Linked DNA regions of Gossypium arboreum: region 1 is linked to region 2. The links are chromatin contacts, called in public Hi-C maps. All regions are on one chromosome and are shown on one strand. Each heading gives the region's core, a stretch centred on a gene start, on an enhancer-like site or on the middle of the called end of the contact. The rest is flanking DNA. Distances are from core to core; before and after follow the strand shown. Region 1 holds the start of LOC108467091 (probable boron transporter 2). Region 2 holds the start of LOC108465367 (E3 ubiquitin-protein ligase SIS3).

Region 1 (6,874 bases), core at 973-3,472, 820 kb after region 2:
TGCCAGTATGAAAAGCAAAAGTGCCGTCCAGACACAAACCCTGATAGTCCATCAAAGTAAAGAAAAAAGCTCAGTGCCATCAGACAACCTATCTGGTTCAGTACTCAAGTATGCTGGAATCAAAGAATACCATCCAGTCCAGGCTAAGAAGAGTTTATGCCCCAAATCCTTTCGGTCCTTTGCAAAGTTGAACATAAACGTATACATCAATACTGTTGGCTCTGCAACTCCAAGTATGAGCAAGGGCTGTCCTCCAACAAGTGAATGAATGATTCCACAAAGTGCTGTCGATGCAAGAGTTTGTACTGCAGTCAAACTTCCATCTAAAACAACAAGAAAGTATCACTGAGAAATCATGAAAAACATAGCAGAACATGTTATACATGTATAATTGTCTAGTCCCCACCTGTATTCCTTTCCAACTGCTCTCCGAAAGATATAACTGGAATTGCCGAAGCGAAGAATATATATGTCGTTGGAGCAAGAATCCTAAACAATCAAAAACTAAATATGTTATATCTTTAAAAAGCATTACTTTGAAATTATAGTAGCCTTTTTAATAGTGATGTTCACAAGCTTCAGATAACTCTTCGTTGAGCTCATTGTATCCTTTGCATAAGTGGAGCTGGGCAATGGATGTTACAAACCTGATACCTGCACTTAAGCCACCAGTCCAGTCTTGCTTGTAGCATAAAAGCCTTCCTTTCAGATCATTCTTGATTCCACGGAATGGAACAAAAGTTTCTTCCATGGTACCTCAATGTTGACTTTTCTTTCACCTTCTCAGTTGACAGAACTCAATGAAAGACAGAATACAAGACACAACACACTGAAAAAGATTGAAGGACTCGAGAGGCCAGTATGGAAACTAAAGTTGCATAAGGTAAGATAATTAAGTTGGTGAAATTATGGGTAGAAAGATAACATTTGGCTGGTCATTGTAGGAGAAAAATGATGGGAGTTCATCATTTTTCCTATGTGTAAATTGACCCTTGATAAGGGCAGTAATGAAATATTCAAAATAAAATAAACTTACATTTCAATGAATGTGTAAAGAATGATTTAAATATATTCCTATGAAAAGAATCAAATTAGATATGAATCAAAACACCTGAAATTCAGTTTGTCTGCAAAAAAAGTCAAGGGGCCTAAGTGCTAGCGAGCAAATTCCATAAGTGAATTTAATAAAGGTCTTAGTTAACGGAACGGAACCAAAAAATGCTATCCATATCTTCAGATCGAAATTAATAATCAAATTCAACCAAACTTAGATCCATAATCCTTCTCTATTTACCTTTTTTTTTACAAAACAGAAGCTTTCTTGATATCAACTAAATCCCGCCAAAATTAAACCAACAAGCACAAAGGCAGTTAGATCTTTGACAAATTACATGCTACAATCTTACATGCTAAAAAAGCCAAACAGGAATCTCACATAAGTTAAAAGTTTTAAAGAGTTTAAAAGCAAAATACCAGAAACTTAACGAAAACCCATCATCCTAAATTCCATTTCAGATCGTTTATTACAATCTAAAGCAAATGGGCGTTGATAAAAATCCAAGAAGAAACCTTTAAGATAAAAAAAAAAAAAAGTGGCAGTGGAGCAATATTAACGAGAATCCATAACTGGAAACATACCAGCACAAGTTTAAAGCAATTTTAAAGAAATGAGCATTAATCAAACAGAGAAAGGAAGCAAAAAAAGACAATTTGATCAAGATTACATTATAAGAAAGAGACCCTTTTCTCAAGGAAGAACGCAAAACAGTAACAAAAAAAGAAACAGACGAGGAGAAGAATGAGAGTAACAGGTTGCAGTGAGAAAGCTTAAGAGGAGTAAAGGGAAGGAGAAGGGGTAGAGAAATATGTGTGAATAAAAGGAGGAGAAGCTAAGAAGACAAGTAAAGGCAGAAGTAGGCAATGGAAAGGAGAGGAAAGTGGAAAACCAGAGATTGAGATGAAGATTTTGGTAAACAAATTCAGGCAATGAACAAGAAGATTTTTGGCGTTAAACGAGATAGTGTGCGGTGAGTAAGCATAAAAAAAACATTTCCTTTCAGCAATGAAAAATAAAGATGGCGAAAGGTAGTGTGGGCTAACGGTTGCTGACAAAACTGGAATTCTTAATTTAATAAAGCTTAATGTAAGTTTTGGGAGGCAAAAGTTGTGATTTGAGAAAATGAAAACGTAACCGAAAATAGGCAAATCATAAATGCGGCTTAGGCTTATCTTCTGAATTGATAACTTAAGCATGGTGTTGACATTTTTGGAATCTAGTCCTAAAGTTGAGCAAGTGCTTGTCCTTACATTTAACGGTTGTATTACAAAAATCAACATTCATTACCTATGTTCAAACCTAATTTCATGCCTGCTTTATATCTTTTCAATAATTATTTTCTTAATTTTTTCGATTAAAAGTTAAGTTTATATGTTTCTATATTCTAAAAAACCTTAAAATCTGTTTTCAGATATTAAAAAAAAATTATTACAACTCTTAACTCGATTGACATCAGCATTATTGTTAATTTATGAGATTATAGGTTCGAGCGCACTAATATTCTTTTATCTCTTAATTAAGGGCTGAGTTGTTTCGCAGATATTATTATTTGAGTATAAATGTTAGGTTTGGGTGTCCATAATAGACAAGATATTAACATTAACATTCAACATATCGATTGAGTCTTAGTTCAGTTGAGATTAACATTATCCTTAATATAGAAGGGTAATTAAAAAAAAAGGTAAATTACTTAGTTGGTCACCCAACTTTTAAGGCGTTCCCATTTTGCTTACCCAAAATGAAATTCTTACAATTTGGTTACCTAACTTTTAGAATGCTTTTATTTTAGTCACCCAAGTATTGAATTTCTAACGACACGTAATTGTACATGTCACGTCATGTTTACACTTTTATTTTGGCCAACCAACTTTTTGGTTGCTTTCATTTTGATTATTGAAAAATACTTTTTAAAATATTGATTGGGGTAAAAAATCAAGGATTAAAGTCAAAAGTAGTAGAGATTAAAATAATACACAAAATTGTGAAATTGTACTTGTTTATCTCATTCCCAAAATTCTAAATTCTTTTTTTAATATTGAAAATTTAAATTTCAAAACATCAAAATAAAATGAATAAATTATTGAAAAAAATTTATCTATTGGTAATGTCAACCGAATTGTTACAATGATATTAAAATTAAGATAGCGTCTACAAAACTTAAATTTTCTTTTGATTACATAATTTTGAATCTTTCATGCTAATCTAGAAAAGGAAAAGATACTGCAATTTTTTATAATAACAAAATGGTTGACATATCAATGGATAAAAATGTTCAACAATTTAATCAATTTGTTTTTATGTTTTAAATTTTAAAATTTCATTATTAAAAGAAAAAGAAATTTAGAATTTTGAGAATGAGATAAACAATACAATTTGACAATTTTTTGATATTATTTTAGTTTCTACTATTTTTCACTTTAATCCTTAATTTTTTTACCACAATCAATACTTTTAAAAAATATTTTTTGGGTGACCAAGATGACCACAATCAATCCTTTGCTGATTTTGAGGTTGATGTTGTGGCATTCCTTGAGACTCGAGTTAGTGGTTTGAATGCGAACGAAATTATAATAAGAATTGGTTTGGATTGTTCCCATAGAATCGAAGCTCGAGGTTTTGCAGGGGGATTTATAAATTTGTTGGAAAAATAGTGTCCAAGTCCAGATTCTCCTAAATGATGCACAATTATTCACTGTCGTTTGAGGAAGAAGCTGGGATCCAGAAATTTTCTAGTGACTTTTGTTTATGGTTATCTAGACAAATAGAAATGTAAGGCTTTATGGGATCGCTTGGATCAAGTTGTTTATTCCATTAACGAGCCTTTGGTTTTGTTGGGGGACTTGAATTCGGTTATTTCCCCAGATGAAAAGAGAAGGGGTCGACCAATTTTCTCTAGATGTCAGTTATTCCAAAAATTTGTTCATAGCAATGACTTGAGGGATCTTGACTTCAAAGGTCCCTAGTTTAGTTTAAGAAGAGGGGCAATTTTTGAAAGACTTGACCAGGTAATTGGAAATTGTAAGTGGTGTCGACTTTAATTTGATATAATAGGTTTTCATCTTCCTTGACTTAAATCTGATCACAAACCATTTTATTATCCATTAGTTCTCCTAGTCAATTATTTCAACCTAGTCCTTTTCGCTTTCTAGCTTCTTAGATATCTCACCCAGGTTTTTTCTCAATTTGTGTGATAATTGGAGAAATGGATCTGAAATTTACGCTAATCTTACTTCTCTTACTACTGATCTTAAAAGATGGAATACTAAGGTTTATGGGCGCATCATTAGAAAGAAACGATCGATTACTCATCGTATTGGTAAAGTTCAGGTTGCTTTAGATCATAGATGGTGCAACTATCTTCTGAATCTTGAAAGTGAGTTATGGATAGAATATTTGATGAGGAAGAATTACTTTGGAAGCAAATAATAAGATTAGACTAAATTCATTTTGGGGATCGTAATACAAAGTTCTTTAAAATAAATCCCTTATAAGGTAGAATTCTACTAAAATTTTTGCTTTAAAAATTGGGGATAGTTAGTGCTATGATAATGAAATTCTTCATGATGAAATGATTCATTTTTTTCTCCTCTTGTAACACCCCTAACTCGTGACCGACGTCGGTGTCGGACACGAGGGGTTAACGGCCAAATCCTCTCAAAATACCAACCAATTTGACATTACTAGTCAGGCTGGAAAACTGCGTCACCGTCGCCTTAAAAATCATATCTCGAGTTTCAAAACTCAGAAACTGGTTTCGTAAATTTTCCCTGAATTTAGACTCATATACCCATCCATGGATTTATTTTTAGAATTTTTGGTTGGGCCAATTGGTACAGTTTATTAGTTAAAGTCACCCATGTTACCGGGATCGACTGCTCTGACCTTCGTGCATTACAACTTGGATATCTCTCTGTACAGGGCTTTAATACTGGTGCCGTTTGTTTCTAATGAAACTAGACTCAAAATGGAATCTGTACATATAAGGCATGACTCCTAATTCTTTCTGGATAATTTATGGAAAATTTTCAAAGTCGCGACAGGGGACCCAGAAACCGTTCTGGCCCTGTCTCACGAGAACTTTAATATTTCTCAGTATACTGCTCATATGGTCGTTTCGTTTCGTCCATATAAAATAGATTCATCAAGGTTCAATTTCATAATTTACTCACTATTTAATTCTACTTCTACTATTTTTAGTGATTTTTCAATCTCATCTCACTGCTGCTGTCCGCAACAGTTACTGCAGTAGACTATGCCAATTTCATGAATCTTTCCTTGGCCTTAATCATCCATCATACATGACACAAATTATGGCCACCTTATCAAAATTAGAGTTTCTAAGACTCGTGGCTATAGGTTCTAGCATCCCACTCGACGACCACATAGGCCATTTTCACATGGCTTAAAGTTTACAACCCACAATTCGACAAAATATAATAGCCTATACATGCCAAATGTTCTTCAACAACAAAAACAATACCACAAGATTTCAGCCGTTGTGATGACTTCAGCGACGGTCCCGATCACGCAAACAATACGAGTCGGAGAGACCTAAAATGGGTGACAAGAAAACACCGAGTGAGTTTACAACTCAGAAGTCATAAGCATTCATCAATCCACCGATAAAGTTACTACAACATGTACAACAAACGAGGCTAGGTACTCATCCATATCGAATCTATACCTTAATACCTCGGACCTTTCGGTCCAATCTCGCACCAAATCATACATCCACATTTCATATTTTACACAACAAGATAATCAAGCATTTTTACACATTAACTCATTTTCCAGCACAACCATACAATTTCAATCATCACATAGATTTAAGGCTTATCAAGTTCAACCCCAAGCATGAACGTATTCTCTATTAAATCATGAGCTCGAGGTACTTACCCTATCTGCTGTCCATACTCAATTCAATGGAGACACACCTCCATATATATAGAGTACGCACACACAGTGCTTACTACTCGATTTCGCACACTTAGTGCCACGTAATTTAAGCCCGCACACACAGTGCCATACCCTCCGAGCTCGCACACCCAAGGCCTTAGTATTTTTCCAGCTTGCACACATAGTGTCATATTTTTCCAGCATGCACACTTAGTGCCTTATATTTCCAGCACGCACACTTAGTGCCATATATTTCCAGCACGCACACTTAGTGCCGATCTCGTCACCGTACACACGTATTGTTCAAGACACTTAGTGCCGAAAGCAAACTTTCTACACATTTCACTATTTCTTTTACATTCAACAAATGTCATCACTCCATACACATACATTTTCATTTATATATATATATATCATCCCATTAAACACAATTGCATAAATTTTACAATCATTTAAGCAATATCAAATACGTGTTTAATGACTTACCTTGTTTGGGGTAGAACGGTTCCAAATCGGCTACTCGTTTGCTTTCTCCTTTCCTTTATCCAATCTAGTTCCCCTTTGCTCTTGAGCTAAATCAAACAAATTTACTTCTCAATCTAACACATACATACGGCAACCATACAAATTTCAGAAATCAATTCATTCGTATCATTTGTCCATGCATTAATTTTTAACACATTCGGCCACTAGGGCAACCTATTTAACTTTTAAGATTCATTTCTAATTTTAGTTAAACAATGCCGAATGCCATTAACTACTAATGCCACACACACATATGCATAAAATTAACCCATACATGACCTATAGCTCATTCGGTCATTCATCTTTCAAACCTATCAAAGCTTCATATCACACTTCCTTGGCGAACACACATACAAGCACAATTTAGCATTTTTTATTTATTTCATGATACATTCG
Region 2 (7,311 bases), core at 1,370-3,869:
TTTTTGTTTGGTATCGATACTTGTTGTTTCAAGTGTATTAAATGCTTTGATTTTCACATCCCTAACGGCTCTATTAACTACCACAACAACCCCAACGGTTGAAAATCAATTAGGGTATAAATACCAACTTCAAAAGATCTTACAACAACAAGAAAGCATATTCAAGCAAAAATCATCAATCAAACAACCTTTGTACTCAATACTTCCATAATTCTCTTGTATGCACTTGTGAGGTTTTATTGTCTTTCTTTTGCTCAAGTGTATTATTGTCTATTTGTGTTTAACTGGAAAATATTCTGATCTTGTTAGGGTTATTTATTTGTTTTCTTATTTGTAATTCTTTGAGAGAGCTTATCTTAAAATTTTGGGTAGAAATCTTAATAGGTATACAAGGTTAATCTTTGTCCTCAAAAGTTGAACAAATTAGTGAATTTGGGAAAATCCTTAGTTGTGAAAAGCTAAGGTAATGGAGTAGGCTATTAGGGCCGAACCACTCTAAATACTTGTATTCATTATTCATTTTCTTTCCTTGCTTCCACCAAAATTTTTAAAGGCCAATTCACCCCTCCTCTTGGCAATTTTGGTTTTGATTAATCGAGCTAATAAGTTGATTTTGGAAAAAATTGAATGGTGAATTGGTATGCATTTTAAAGTGCTTGTGCAGGTTTTAATATGTGCTAAAGGCACCTTTTGAACATTTTTCAAGTTAAGCATGAAATGGGCACCAAAATGAATTTTTTTTTTTACATTTTCGAACTAAGGTATCGATACTATTATAAAGGTATCGATACTTAGCTTTTTTTCATTTAGTTTTTGAAACAAACAAAATGCCAAAACAATATCGATAGTGGACTAAAGTATCGATACTCCACATCTAGGTATCGGTGAATTTTTCACTCTAATTATTTTTTCAAAAGAAACAGAATCGTAAAACAGTATCAATACTAGAACATGACATCGATACTTGTAAGTGAGTATTGGTACCATAAGTTAATTATTGATACTTGTTTTAAGGATGAGTGTTTCAAACATCAAAGTTAAATTTGGTATCAGTTCTTTTCAGGGGTATCGATACCTATTCAAGAATTTTGTAATTTTGCAATTTTACCCTATTTCATGTTCAATTTAACAATCAAGTTTTTGTACATTAGATTGAGTCTTAGGAAAGTTTATTTATCATATAATGATTTATTTTAATGTTTTTGTCAGTAGTTGCTCCGGCAACAGATATGACATCTCAAAGCTTAGACACGGAGATCGGGTCAAGTGAGGTGTGTTACATCTTCATTTGATTTTGATCGTTCATTGTTGGAATACACCTTAAGAGACCAAAAAATAAAAGTTAAATGAAGATTTGCTTTTTTGAAAATAATACTTCAAAAATTTCCCCTTAAAAATAAAGAAAGATGAAGGGACGAGGGATGAGAAAGATGAGGGGATGAAGGTAAGAAATTGGGAAAGGAAAAATTTCTTTCTTAGTTAAAGATATATGCTTTGAGAAGGGTTAAACTGCAAAAAAGTGTTTTGCACTTTGAAAGAGAATAAATTAGTGGGAGAACTTGCTTCGTTTTCACGTAAAAACATGACCAATGATTACCTATCTTGATGAGAGATGTATTTTATTAATTTAAATTTAAATCCTAATTAAGGGTATTCTAATCATAATAATACTCGAAATGCAAGTTCTATATATTTTGTACAATATTTTTCTATACAAAAATATTTTTCTATACAAAAATCATTTCCCTTTTATCAATTTAAAGTTTAAATTCTAATCAAGGATATTTTGGTCACAATAATACCCAAAAATTGGGTTTTGTAGTTCTATCCAATATATTTTTTTTGTACAAAAATCATTTCCCTTAAATTTTAGATTCAATCTTAAAAACTTCCTCTTGTATAAGAAAATCTGATTCTATGTTAGTCTTTTCCTTCTTTGAAAGAATCCCAATGCTGTAGTTTTATATTGGGTTAAATTACTATTTGGGGCTTAAACTTAGTAATTCTTTTCACATTGTGATTTGAACTTTTTTTTGGCCAAGTTAAGTCTTAAAGTTGATAATTATTCTCACATTGGAGCTTAAACTTTTTTTTGGTCTAAGTTAAACCCTGAGTTTAGTAATTGTTCTTACATTAAGGCTTAAACTTAGTAATTATTCTTATATTAAGACTTGAATTTTAGGGTTTTCAAGGACTACATAGTTAAAAAGATAAAAAGAAGTTCAAATCTCAATTTGAGAACATTTGCCAAAGTTTAAGGCTTAACTTGAAAAAAAAAAGATTTAGGCCTTAATGGAGGAATAATTACAAAATTCAAAGTCTAACTTAAAAAAAAAAATCAAATCCTAATATAGGAAAAGTTGTGAAGTTCCAGCCCTAAAATATGATTTAACTCTTTTATATTTTGATTTTATTTTTCAATTGAATTTTTAATTAAAAGCATAGCAAGGAGGAGGATTCTTTGTGCTAAAAATGTCATACCTAATCTAACCGATCCTAATTCAATTCAAGCACGTAACCACACTATCACACGTGTCATCAACTCCCCACCGTCTAAATCAATTTTGTTTTTGTATTTTTTCTTAAAGCCACACTTTGTAAAAAAACATTTGTTATAAGTGTAATTAATCACTAAAAATTAATTAAATTCCAGGCCCTCCCTTCCACCTCGGATTGATTAATGTCTGCCCTTCCGTTTACTTACAAGTCCTCAAAATGCTACTGCGCTCTCTTTACCTGTGCCTATTTTTTTTCTTTTCTTTATTATTCCCGTAAATTAGTTTCTGCTTAATGAATCAATAACTATAAACAAAGATAATCATAGTAGGGATATATTCTTGTTCAATTTCATTCTTTTTGTTTCCTTTTCTCTTTTTTTCTTCCAAATGAATATCAGATCTCTTGGGTTTTGCTGTTCTTACACTCTCTAAAGCTCCCGCCCCCTTCTTTTCTTTTCTCTTTTTTTTTTTCTTTCTGTTATACTTCTTTAAACTCTTTCCTCTATGGCAATCAGAGGTGTCGATTTCAAGTGGTTTGTTTTTCATCTCTTTAATTTTTCTTATTTATGCAGATAAAAATTGGGATTTTATTATTTGCTTTTTGTTTTTTGGTTTTTGCAGGTATGATGGGTTCTTCTTGTCTATGCTGGCTACAAGTGTGTATCCTTTTTCTCTTTTGATATTTCATTATTTTTAATTTGGGTTTAGGATTTTCTTGCTAGTTCTGTACATCTATGGATTTCTTTTTTTAAAGTTATTTTTGTTTTGGTAAAGTTTGATTGTTGGGAAAATTGGAGTAAAGGGGATGGGAAATGAATCTTTTGTTATCTTCTTTTGTGTTTGTTTGAGAAGTACTTGTTTGTTCTTTTAACAATTCTTTTCCTTTAGAATCATTGTTGCTATCAATTGGAAGCGTTATCATCATTGTGCATACCCGTTGCATATATGGATCGTGGTGAGTGTTCTTTTATTCGTTTTGGTTTTGGGAATTTTGTATGAATTGAAAAGTTGGTTCCTTCTGAATTTTTCTGATGCAGGAAAAGTTTCTTATGAATTCGAAACTTAATGTTTCAGGTTGACTACACTACTGTCTTCATTTTTCGTCTTTTGATGTTTGTAGATAATGGACTTGCCGCTGGAATGGGTTTGTAAGTACTTGTCTTTTACTTGTAGCTATTAAGTAGTTTAAGCAACGGAGTTTGAACATGGGCTTAAGAGTTTTTCATCATGAAGTCTGAACCGTTGCTTTTCAATTTCATGCTCGTGCTGTCGTGCTGCTCAACTTAGATACTAGAATGCCAATTAGCCATTACAGTTAAAAAATCTATTTCTACCTTTGTCCTGTTTGATTCTCAGTTGTATTTACCTGCAACTCTTTCTTCTGTAAAAGGTAGTATTCTGTTAGTAGCTAACATTTTACTTTACAGGTACTTATCTTATGCTTGACTTGATTTACTTCTAGGGATTTTGGGTGGCAGCAGAGGTATGCTCGATTTTGTGGAAGAATAGTGGTCCTTTCAATTCTGTCTATGCTACTTTATCCGTTTCTTTGGGCCTGGACTGTAATTGGCACTCTATGGTTCACTAGTGCTAGGAACTGTGTAAGTGTTTAATGCTTTCACAGTAGTCAGGATCATTCTCTTGTAAATGCTATCTTATCACTGGACTGGAGTTAATATGGCAAACATATGCAGTTGCCAAAAGAAGGTCAGAAATATGGTTTCCTGATTTGGCTGCTTTTCAGTTACTGTGGACTGCTTTGCATTGCTTGTATGTCTGTTGGAAAGGTTAGTCATGCCTATACTACAGTAGAGTGCCTTTTAATTCATCAATGACCTTGCCGTAATCTGTATGTTACATACCCATGATGACAGCTGTCTTTTGTTTCTGTTTCTTTCTTTTTATGTCATGTTCTCATGGCCTGGATGCATGCATGGCACATCTAAATTGTTTGTTATGTTAATTTCTATTACTATTTTCTTATCTTTCTTCATGAAATTCATCTTCTGTAGTGGATGACACGGAGACAAGCACACTTATTACGTGCTCAGCAGGGTATTCCTATTTCAGAATATGGGGTGAGTTCTTAATCTCTTACTACATATATCTTTAATATGGGAGCTTTATCATTAATATTTTATTATTTCAGTTTTATTTTATAATATTTATTTTAAGTTTTAGATATCTTTTGCATGGCTAGGATTATTAGTTTTCCTTGGGGTTTAAATCTAAGGTTAAGAATAGAACTTTATTTGCAAGAAAACCTAGTAAATTTACTTGCAAGGAAGTCTATTATAAATATGCTGTAACTTTATTACAGCCACAACATTATTATTATATTCTTTGAATTAATATAAGAAACTAGAGGTTTTTCTATAACCTTATGATTTTTAGAGTTTCACTTTCTTTCTAACTCATTTTTCTGCCTTTCTCTCGATTGCTGCTGTTACTCTGTCTAAACAACATCAATTTTGGTATCAAAGCCTAGTTAAAACGTAGGATCTAGATTAGGGTTTGCTTTTAAGCCATGGTTGGACGTGTTAGAGATCGAGGAACTCAGTGTCAAGAAACAGAATTGGTTGCATTATGACATGCGATTGAAGAATTGGTTGTGATAAGAAAAAGTGGAAACCTGGATGGAAATTTTGGAAGGTGCCCACAATCAGAGTGACATATCAAAAGATAGTCTCGTTGATAAATATGAATTTTGGTGAGGAAGAAAACCCCTTCCATGATGCTAGACCCACAAATCATATGGTAAGAGGTGGATTGGAAGAGTGGCTGGTGTATGCCCTTGAATTAAACAAGGGTGGAATTATTGTTGAATTTATTGATTTTTTTTGCAAGATGCATTGGAAAGAGCAAGAATATGATCTATCAACACCTATTTATGATGAGCATACAAAAAAATAATTAAAGGTGAGGAGGGGTCCAATATTGTGGCAGATGCACTTAGTCGACAAATTTCACTGCTTAAAGCATTGAGTGCTCTAGTGAAGGGATTTTGAAAAGTTAAAGATCAGGATGAAATTGACCCATATTTCACCCCAAACATAGTTGAGAGTCCCAATATGTTTGGCATGAACCATGAGATCTCTAATGAGGAAGAGTAGAGACAATGATGATGAAGACCAAGACATGTAAAATCGATACTCCCTTAAAACGGTGATTAGGATCCTAGCCAACTTTCCAAGAATAAGCATTACCATTGCTTACAAAGCATGGACACGACAAGAAGACCCTCGTGCCGTTGTTGTTTCGGTGTTTGACATCGTTTTGCTGTCAACACGTTGAAATACATATGAGATGCAACAAAAATATAATACAAGATTTGGACACGGTCAAACTTGGTCAAGTGACTTGGACATGGGATTTCAGTGGCTGAAAACTTGGAATGGGTAAAAAAAAATCTTTTAAACTTAGATCTACACTTTCTATGAAGGGTTTCAAGAATCTAAACTTGTAAATTGTGATTAGGAGGTTGAGAGCGGATAAAATGAGGTATTTATTTTCTAGTTATTCAAACACCGATCAACAGTAACTGGCAATTGCCATTGACGGTGATAATGGTGATGCTTTGTTTGGTTTTGGGTTGAAGAAGGGAGGGAGAGAGAAGATACTTCCAGAGAAAATGAAAGACTAAAATGGTATAAAACATTTTTTTAATTGTTCAAGAAGTGATAAAAGTTTCGCTTGAAAGGTAAAACCCAATTTTCAAAGGCTCTCTTTCCAATAGTCTCTTTTATCACACCATTAGCTTAAATTATAATTTTAATTGTTTTTTTACTTTTACTATGCAGTCAATCCTCTCTATGACAACTACCTTCTATAACAACATTTTATTATAACAACCAAGTTTATGTAGAACCAATTTTTTGTATTTTATTTTTATACTTCATAACAACTTTTATCTATAACAATCATAAAGTATGTAAAGTCTTTACTAAATTAGTTTTTTATAATAGCCTCTTCACCAAAATTTAGTAAAATTAGTTCTATTTCTAAGCTAAATAAAAATAATACATTTTAATTAAGATATTATTTCAATAAAATGTTAAATTTTTATAAAAATATATTAATCATATTCAATTAAATGAAAATAATTTTAATAAATGAAATTACAACTGTAGATAATACTCTATATGTCTCAATAAAAATGGCACAAATGACATTTTGAGGTCAAACTTCTTAAAATTTGGCCTCAACTATTTTAAATATTTTATCTGATTAGATTCTATAAAAATATATTTAAAAACTACTTTATCTAAAGTTTTTATAGTATGTTTTCAAATTTTATGTATAATAAAATCTAAAGAATAAGTGGTCAAAGTTGAAAACTTTTACCACTAAAAGTCAAAATGTGACAAATTTAGTGTGACAGGGGTATATAAAAGATGCGATCTAAATCTCACTAATTAATATTATTATTATAATATATTATAGTTTTTAATATAAAATTTTAAAATATATTCAAATATGATTTCAATCTCAATTATTGTTTTAGGTGTCTCAAATGTTGTTATAGGTATTTTAAATGTAGTTATAGGTGTATAATAACCACTTCTGTATAACATCAAAAAGTTTTGTTAGACAAGTGGAGTTGTTATAGAGGGGGTTGATTATTTTTGAATTAGGGTATAAATTGGATTTAAAAATTGAATTAATATGTATATTAAATATTAGTAAATTTAAAAATATAAAAAAAAAATATATTTTATTGTTATGTCTTACCCATATTATGTGTCTGTGTATGTGCTTTATAGACCATCTCTTGAAATCCAAGAAATGGAAACATTCTTTAAAGAGTGTCATC

What was found. A called contact is a pair of places that touch in the nucleus more often than the background predicts.
Region 1: a contact with region 2 is called in a Hi-C map of leaf, with 4 times the contacts expected there. The contact joins the promoter of LOC108467091 here to the promoter of LOC108465367 in region 2. A contact is called at or near these places in 2 of 5 Hi-C or Micro-C datasets (both in leaf).

What each region holds. Positions count from the first base shown.
Region 1 is chr3:62,264,892-62,271,765 of ASM2569848v2, forward strand. LOC108467091 (probable boron transporter 2) reads right to left here and starts at 2,223. Exons shown (of 11, transcript XM_017767593.2): 1 at 648-2,223; 2 at 407-489; 3 at 131-323; 4 at 1-40. The coding sequence starts at 751.
Region 2 is chr3:61,446,287-61,453,597 of ASM2569848v2, forward strand. LOC108465367 (E3 ubiquitin-protein ligase SIS3) reads left to right here and starts at 2,620. Exons shown (of 10, transcript XM_017765701.2): 1 at 2,620-3,031; 2 at 3,120-3,158; 3 at 3,387-3,453; 4 at 3,573-3,646; 5 at 3,961-4,099; 6 at 4,193-4,285; 7 at 4,511-4,576. The coding sequence starts at 3,003.